Regions from separate parts of the Mus musculus genome. Here region 1 is linked to region 2. A link is a contact called in public HiChIP or PLAC-seq data. All regions are on one chromosome and are shown on one strand. Each heading gives the region's core, a stretch centred on a gene start, on an enhancer-like site or on the middle of the called end of the contact. The rest is flanking DNA. Distances are from core to core; before and after follow the strand shown. Region 1 overlaps Zbtb16 (zinc finger and BTB domain containing 16). Region 2 has its middle 21 kb from the start of Gm32280.

Region 1 (3,704 bases), core at 98-2,597, 170 kb before region 2:
TTGAAGGACAAGTTGAATTCAGGGTATGGTGGCTCACACCTGTAATCCCAGCATTTGGGAGTTAAGGTGGGAGGAGACCTGAGCTACTGAGTCTAACTCTGTCTCAACTACCTCTTCAAACCCCAAAGTAGGATGTGTTTTTTGTTTGTTTGTTTGTTTGTTTGTTTTGTCCAGAGACATGGTTTCTCTGTGTAGCCCTGGATGTCAGTCCTGGAACTCACTCTGTAGACCAGGTTGTCCTTGAACTCTGCCTGCCTCTGCCTCCCGATTGTTGGGTTAAAGGCTTGTACTGTCACATTTGGCATCCCAAAGTAGGATTTAAAGATGAAAAGTGGGAATATGTGGTCAGACCCAGGAGACAGTAGAAAAATCTCTCATCTGCCAGGGCCCAGGGTCATCATCCATGTTGGGGTGTGTGTTTGTGGGTTGGTATTCCTTGGGGCTGCCCTAAATGTTGGACCAGGCCTAAAGAAGGCAGAGAATGAAGAGGGTATCAGAGGAAACCCCCTGGACACTCAGTAAACCCAGGTTCAAAATCTGACCCTTGTAGATACTAAATCCAAAAGTGTCAGTGGAGAATTCTGAGGATTTCAGCTTATGTCTTTTTTTGTTTGTTTGTTTTGTTTTGTTTTGTTTTGTTTTGTTTTGTTTTGTTTTGTTTTCGAGACAGGGTTTCTCTGTATAGCCCTGGCTGTCCTGGAACTCACTTTGTACACCAGGCTGGCCTCGAACCCAGAAATCCGCCTGCCTCTGCCTCCTGAGTGCTGGGATTAAAGGCGTGTGCCACCATGCCCGGCTCAGTTTATGTCCTTAACTTCAACACACAGCGCAGGGAGCAGTGTAATTGATCAGCAAATGTAACGGTTGCTCAGTTTGGGCTATATCCTGGGATGACTGGGACCTTGGGAGGTGTTCTGAGAAGGACCCTGGCTAGAAGAGCCCATACTGATTGTCACCTCCACCGGGTATGCCTTTTACTGTCCCCAGCTTTCCCCCTATCTTTTAGAGTTGGCCTGAGAAGGAGTTTTGAGGGTAACTAATGGTCCCTAAAGAGAGTTCCTCTCCTATCTGACACTCCACCAGTGAAAGACGAAATAACCCTACACCACCTCATCTCTGAAGGCAGAGAGCCAAGGAGCTCTGAGAAAGAGGGGCTTCAGCCTGCAGGATCAGAGAAATGACACTGTGACGCGGGTCCCAGACTGCTACCGATCTTCTTTTTTAGTAGCAATGTGATGGCCCAAAGTTAGACTAACGGTCAAGCCTTGCTTCTCGCCTACACTGACAGTGGGGCAGAGCTGGAGGCTATCTGTCACAGCCCGTTCCGGGCTGTGGTTGTCACACCATGCAATGTCTGCAAACCGACAGTGGCCAGGGGAGATAAGGGCCCCCGTTGTGTAATGAGAGCCGTGGGCTGTTTGCCCGATGGATCTGGCCCCTGGGTAACTGCTAACCTCAACGGAGGGGCGGCTGGCTTGGCAGCGCCCAGGCCCCCTTGCCGACTTGCGGGGGCCTTTTTGTGGTTGGATAAAGGAAGCTCATATAGACTGCCTGCAGCGTGGAGGCCTGGCCCACAGGGCTGGCAAGGTTCTCTTCTTTGTCTTTTTTGATGTTGATGGTTGATGGAGAGAGGGAGAGAAAGAGAGAGAGAGAGAAAGAGAGAGAGAGAGAGAGAGAGAGAGAGAGAGAGAGAGAGAGAGAGAGAGAGAGAGCGCAGAGAGCGCACACGCACGTGTATGAGCACCCAAAAGGGGGGGACACAGTTTGTCTGGGCATCTCCCATTTCATTTTAGCATAAAATAAAATGAATGTTGCAAGCTGAAAGTCCTCTGGGCCCTGGGTCCTTGTAACTCAGGAGCTTTGACTGGGAAGGAAGCATGGCTGAAGTTTCTAGAAGCCAGCAGATGCTTGCAGGAGCAGCAGAGGGGGCTGTGTTGCTGTTCCCTCCCTCCCTTCATCCCTGGATGCATTGGTGGACTCCAGCATGTGTCCTTTGCCTTTATAGGAGAGCCAGAGCCAGACCCTCGGCTTCTTCTGTGTTCAGTTTCATCAGCTGGCCACTGGCTGAACCTGACTGAGGTGGTCACCTTTTTGTCAGTTTGTCACCTGCTCCATGTCCCCCATCAGAGAGGCTTTGTGGGTCTCTAAGCACCTTGCTCTATTTCCAGGGTTCTTGATGCTCCCTAGCAATGCTTCCAGGGAAGGGGCCGCAGAGACCAGGCTGAAGCCCCTGGCTGTATTCTGTATTTGTGTCTTTCCTATCCGGGCCATGGTTTCCCTTAAACCATGATTTCAACTCCCGTTGTTATTCTCACAACCCTCTTGTGAGTGTCTGAATTTGTAAAACTTTTACATCCCTGCTCTCCTGCTCTGATCACATCGGGGTGGTTATATTCCGTGGCCTAACCACATGGATTTGCCCAGTTTAGAAGTGAACCAGGTTCTCACCTTCATTGTTTAACACATTAGGCTTGCATTAATAATGCTCTCCTCTGAGCGTCTCTTTCCTGTTATTTGTACTGTGTGCGCTTGGTTATTTCCGAGCTGTCTGATTGATCCCCAAGGTGGAGGTGATATTTTTTTTTCTCCCAGAAAGGGTAGGTATGTTCTGTTTGTTCCCATTAGCGTGAATGGAAGGTCCTTTTCGTTGGAGGTTGCTTTGTGTCCATCATAGGGTTCTGGCTCAGGGATGGGCAGGGACAGGAGAGTGGCGATTTAAAGGATCCAGAGGCAGTGACTCCTATTGATTTTAGCTTATCTGACCCTTTAGCTTGAGGCTGCCCTTCCCTCAAAGTGTACAGGCTGGCTGTGAGTTAGAGCGACTGAGAAATGTAACGTATGCCATCCCTTTTCCTTGCATTAATTAGGGCTGAGAAATCCATTATTTAGAGGGATCTCAGGACCTGGAAGAAGGCTCTAGAGCTTGCTATAAAGATCTGGGGCCAGCTGGAAGATTCCCGGGTAGCAGTTAGACAGAGGAGGTAATGCTGGGAAGGAGAAGGGACAGGTGCCATGTGGGCAGGCAGGCAGACAGACAGACCCTGGCTCTTCCCCTGTATAGGGGAACCAGGCTCTCACCTTTACTGTCTCCCTGATTTCATTTCAAATATTCATCAAGATCTGCCCACGGCCAGCTATGGTGGTGCACACCTTTAATGCCAGCATTCAGGAGACAGAGGCAGGTGGATCACTATAAGTTCCAGGACAGCCTGGTCTACGTAGTGAGTTCCAGGCCACCCAGTGCTCCACAGTGAGACTCTGTCTCAAAAACCAATCAACCAAACAACCAACTAACCAAACAAACAAACAAAAAAACCAAACAAGTGTCCACTCAGGGATGGCAACTGTTTGGAGAATCACCAGGAGAGGGCGGACATAGCCGTGGCTATTCAAGTCAGAAACCATTTTTATTGAGCACTTACTGTGTGCGAAGTGGTTGCTCATGCTGTAGAGAAGCAGAGGACCTAAAGAGATCTAAACTAAAGGCTACAGCAAGACAGGAAATGACAACTGTATGTGTCCTGGGGCGTGTGGTGTGTGCTGATGTATCTGCGGACACGCTCAACTATTGCATGAGTGAAGCTGAGGAGGGCAGAGGAGAGGGGTCGGGGCACCATGCTGATGGGAGACTTAGTAGGGCTTCCTGGAATAGGTGGTACCTGGCTGGCCCTTGGAGGATATCTAGGGCTGTAGTTGTCATCTGT
Region 2 (3,559 bases), core at 420-2,919:
TTTACCTTTGAGTCCTGAGAACCCAAGTCTGGCTGTCAGGCTTGGCAGCAGGTACCATTTCTCACTGAGCCATCTCATCAACCCAACACCCTTGCTTTGGGGTGTGGGTTGAGAAGCAGTGTTAAATGTATGAATGTCGTTTGACCTTGGAACAATGCACTAAGTGACAGTTTCATTCAGAAAAACTCTTGGCTTGAGTGATAGTTTCTGCACTGGGAATTCAGGAAGCAGCACTCCCGAAGCTGCCACGTTTTTTTCAAAGTGTGTGGTGACCACTCAGTCTCATGCAGTCAGTATGCGGGGGTCTAACCCTGACCAGATCAGATGCCAAAGGATGCCTGCTTTTCCCAGGCTTGAGGTACGATAGCCCTCTGTCTTCTTCACGGGGAAGCAAGCTTCGGAGTTGTCTCAACACAGAGCTTTCACCAGAAGGTTCTGTGGCAGTCATGACCTGTTGCATAGCTAGAGGTTTTCACTCAGTGGTATAGCACCTGCCTGACCTACAACGCCTGAGGCTCCATCTGGTCCCCGGCTGCAGGGGAGAGCACCACCTGGCTCATCTTCAGCACTAACTGCAGCTCTGCTCAGGCCCTGGATGCACAGCCTGATAACATCTCTGCCTTTCTTCTCCAGCGTCATGTCTTCCCACTAGACCCAAGTCACGGCCTCCATAGTGGGTCACTAACAGCGCTAAAACAGTGTAGCCTGAGTTCCTGCACTTCCACTGACACACGTGTGTGTGCATGCGTGTGTGTGTGTGTGTGTGTGTGTGTGTGTGTGTGTGTGTGTGTGTGTGTGTTTCCAGTTTTTATTCTCCAGGTCCTGGGTCTGTTGGCCTTCGGGTTGTTGAGCTGAGAGACTCTGAAGTCACACTAACCCTAACAACCCTCCCAGGAAGAGGCCCAGCCCATGGCAGGAAGCCTTCCATTCTTCCGAGCCCTAGGTCCTCTGTTGGTCCTCCTTTCCCGTCTCTTTCTCCTCATCTTGCACCCAGGTTTGCATCTCTCTTTGTCACTCCTCCGTTTTCTCCCCCATTACTCACTCTCATTTCTGGGATATTTCTTTTGCCCTGTACCTCACTACCACGTCACGTGTCCCTGCTTCTTAAAAACAAAAACAAAAACAAAAACAGTCCTTGGCCAAAGATGTATACGTTTTGATTGGGATCTGCTCCCCTCAAGCCTTGCCCCTCAAGCCAGCCCCCGCCCCGCCCTCTCTGCACTCCGTCCCTCCCCCTCTGCACCCCACCCCTTCCTCAGGCCTCAGCTTTCTCTTGACAGATGGGAGGGCAGTGGGCACTCCCTCTTTAAAACAACATTTAATCGCCGTTTTCTGTTCTTGGACATCAAAGCTGGGGCTTAGGCACTGCACTGGGGTCCCGGCGGCGCGGGCTCTTGGGGAGAGGAGGTGAGTGAATAGGAGCTGGCTGAATGGGCTTTGTGTGACCGCCGGGGTCTGCCTGCTTTACATGCTCTTTGACCCAGATATGATCTCATGGAGAGAAAGGGGCCCCGGCCAGGCCAGCCTGAGAACGCTCCTCCGAGGCCTGCTGCAGCCCCTCCTCCCTCCCTGGGCAGCGGGCCGCAGCTGCCCTCTGCCCCAGCCCGCAGCATGGGGAACTGCCTCTAGGGCAGGCCCCGCCAGGGGTGGGGGTGGGGCGGGGCACGAGGCTGAGGTCAGAAGAGGGGACAGGCAGCTGGACTGGAAAGATAGAGTCCAGGTTGGGTGGATGGGGATCATCCCACTTGTGCTCTTGGCTTGGTTGGCTGGGAGCCTCCTCTACTCACTACTTCCCTGCGGTCCCTTCCTGTCCAGTGCTCTCTGTCACTACTGCCGAGGTTCTGGTACACCCTTGATTGGCTCTCTTTTTAGTGGCTCTGGATGTCACTCAGGGAGCAGAGTTGAAGCCCAGAATTAACAGAAGTCTGCACAAGACCCACAAGAGTGTAGCTGATCAAACAAAGAAGAGTGAATCTAAGGACTGCTCCATCCTGCCAGCACCTCCTCTCCCTCCACCCACAGCCACAGTGCCTTCCGCCTAGCTGCCAGCAGAGTCCCTCTCGCCCCAGCATCCATCCATCCTTTACTCTTCCATCCTGCAGAGAATATATCCCCCCACCGCTCCCCCTCTACAGACAACTTATCACGTTTTTGAAAACTCCTTAATCACTCCTAGGATAGGTCCAAACTCCCCATGGGACCTCAATGGTAGTCCCTGCTTGACACCCCAATCTGTTCTTTAGATCCACCCCTACCTTGCTAGAGTCAATTTGATCACCAGGATGGTTTTAGAGACTTAGGGTCCTGTGCTCTGCGGCCTGTGTCACCCTGTTTCACCAGCTGAACAGAGCACAACGCAAGCTTCCTGGTCCTCTCAGCTTTCCCCGGGGTCTTGCTTCATCTCAAATGCTACCTTTCTCAGGAGACCTTCCCTAGATGCCTGAGACTGTATCGGGTGCCCTGCTATGCAGACCCTGCAACCCGCCATTTGTCACAGTGCATTACTGTCATCTAAGCTCTCCGGTGTTCCCTTCACCAGACATCGAGTTCCTTGAGGTTAGGAACCGTGTGTTCTATATCTTGGTGTTCCTAGAGCCTAACATTGCACTTGGCAGGTGCCCAATAAATCTTTGCTGAATACATGGAAGGAAAATAGAGGGAAGAAGAGAGGCAATTCGCTCACTGAAACTGAGGATGCAGTCGCCAAGGGTGAGGAAATGGAGCTAAATAGGAAGACGCCCCTCACATGCCCACCTAGGCATCTCCCCATGACATCAAGAACTGGTATCCATGCTGCAGGTAGAGTAGCTCAGTGTGGGCTCTTGCGCCTGTATTTGTTCCTAAGGTCACCTTAAAGGAAGAAGGCGTGACAGGCTCAGGACAGTGGCATTTTATAGCTGGGGACTACCTGGCTTGGTCCAGTCTAGGGTGAGCTGTTTCCACACAGACCGGAAGGCTTTGCCCCACCGGGAGGCCCTAGCTCTCTCTGTGCTCCCAGACCCAGAGCTACAGCTCTTTGGCCACTCCTTACCCGGAGTGCTGGCGGACTGACTCCCCTAGGCTGCTTTCTTTGCACCCCAGGGGTGCCTCAGTGAAAGTGAACTCTCTCATTTAAACCTGACTCTGCAGCCCTGCGGCCCCCTGCAGAGCTAATTACCCTGTAGTTCCAAACTGATTGCTGTACACTCAGCTTAAGCCCTCCTTTATTTATTTACTGACTACATTAATAGCAAAGCCCAGTGGCTTTCAGCTGCTCCTTGTTACACACCTCTGGCTGTTCTCTGTTGCCCAGCTTCTCTCAGCCTGACATAGAGCCCCCCGAACTTACCACCCTAACTGAATTCCCTGGACAAGATAATAGCGAGAGAACACGGTTTTGTCCACACCGTAGTCCTGCCACGCTGGGCTCCTTCTGTCTGACTCTTGGGCAGTGGGAGAGACAACAGCCAGAGCTCACCAGCTGGAGGGGTGAGTGGAGGGAAGGTGGGACGCCTTTCATCTACAGGACATGAAATGAATCTGCTTCCGTTCAGCACCACAGCTCTTGTGGAGAAGTACT

Evidence for each region. HiChIP or PLAC-seq counts read pairs in DNA pulled down with a chosen protein or histone mark.
Region 1: an H3K4me3 HiChIP or PLAC-seq map of the SCID.adh cell line shows a contact between it and region 2, with 6 times the contacts expected there. The contact joins two enhancer-like sites. A contact is called at or near these places in 1 of 15 datasets of contacts at CTCF or cohesin (the G1E-ER4 cell line), 5 of 484 Hi-C or Micro-C datasets (the G1E-ER4 cell line, bone marrow-derived macrophages, erythroblasts and 1 more) and 18 of 115 datasets of contacts at active chromatin or transcription factors (the HPC-7 cell line, the SCID.adh cell line, T-cell acute lymphoblastic leukemia and 13 more).

What each region holds. Positions count from the first base shown.
Region 1 is chr9:48,812,429-48,816,132 of GRCm38.p6, reverse strand. The region is part of intron 2 of Zbtb16 (zinc finger and BTB domain containing 16); the gene reads left to right. Among named protein-coding and RNA genes, the nearest start is that of Zbtb16, 22 kb to the left of the region's middle. Within about 2 kb of position 1,347, at least 55 of the 459 cell types and tissues checked have an H3K27ac peak or open chromatin away from gene starts, as enhancers often do. A contact at or near this core is called in the G1E-ER4 cell line, the SCID.adh cell line and fetal liver, where this site is marked.
Region 2 is chr9:48,647,396-48,650,954 of GRCm38.p6, reverse strand. No RefSeq gene overlaps it. Among named protein-coding and RNA genes, the nearest start is that of Gm32280, 21 kb to the left of the region's middle. Within about 2 kb of position 1,669, at least 101 of the 459 cell types and tissues checked have an H3K27ac peak or open chromatin away from gene starts, as enhancers often do. A contact at or near this core is called in the G1E-ER4 cell line, the SCID.adh cell line and fetal liver, where this site is marked.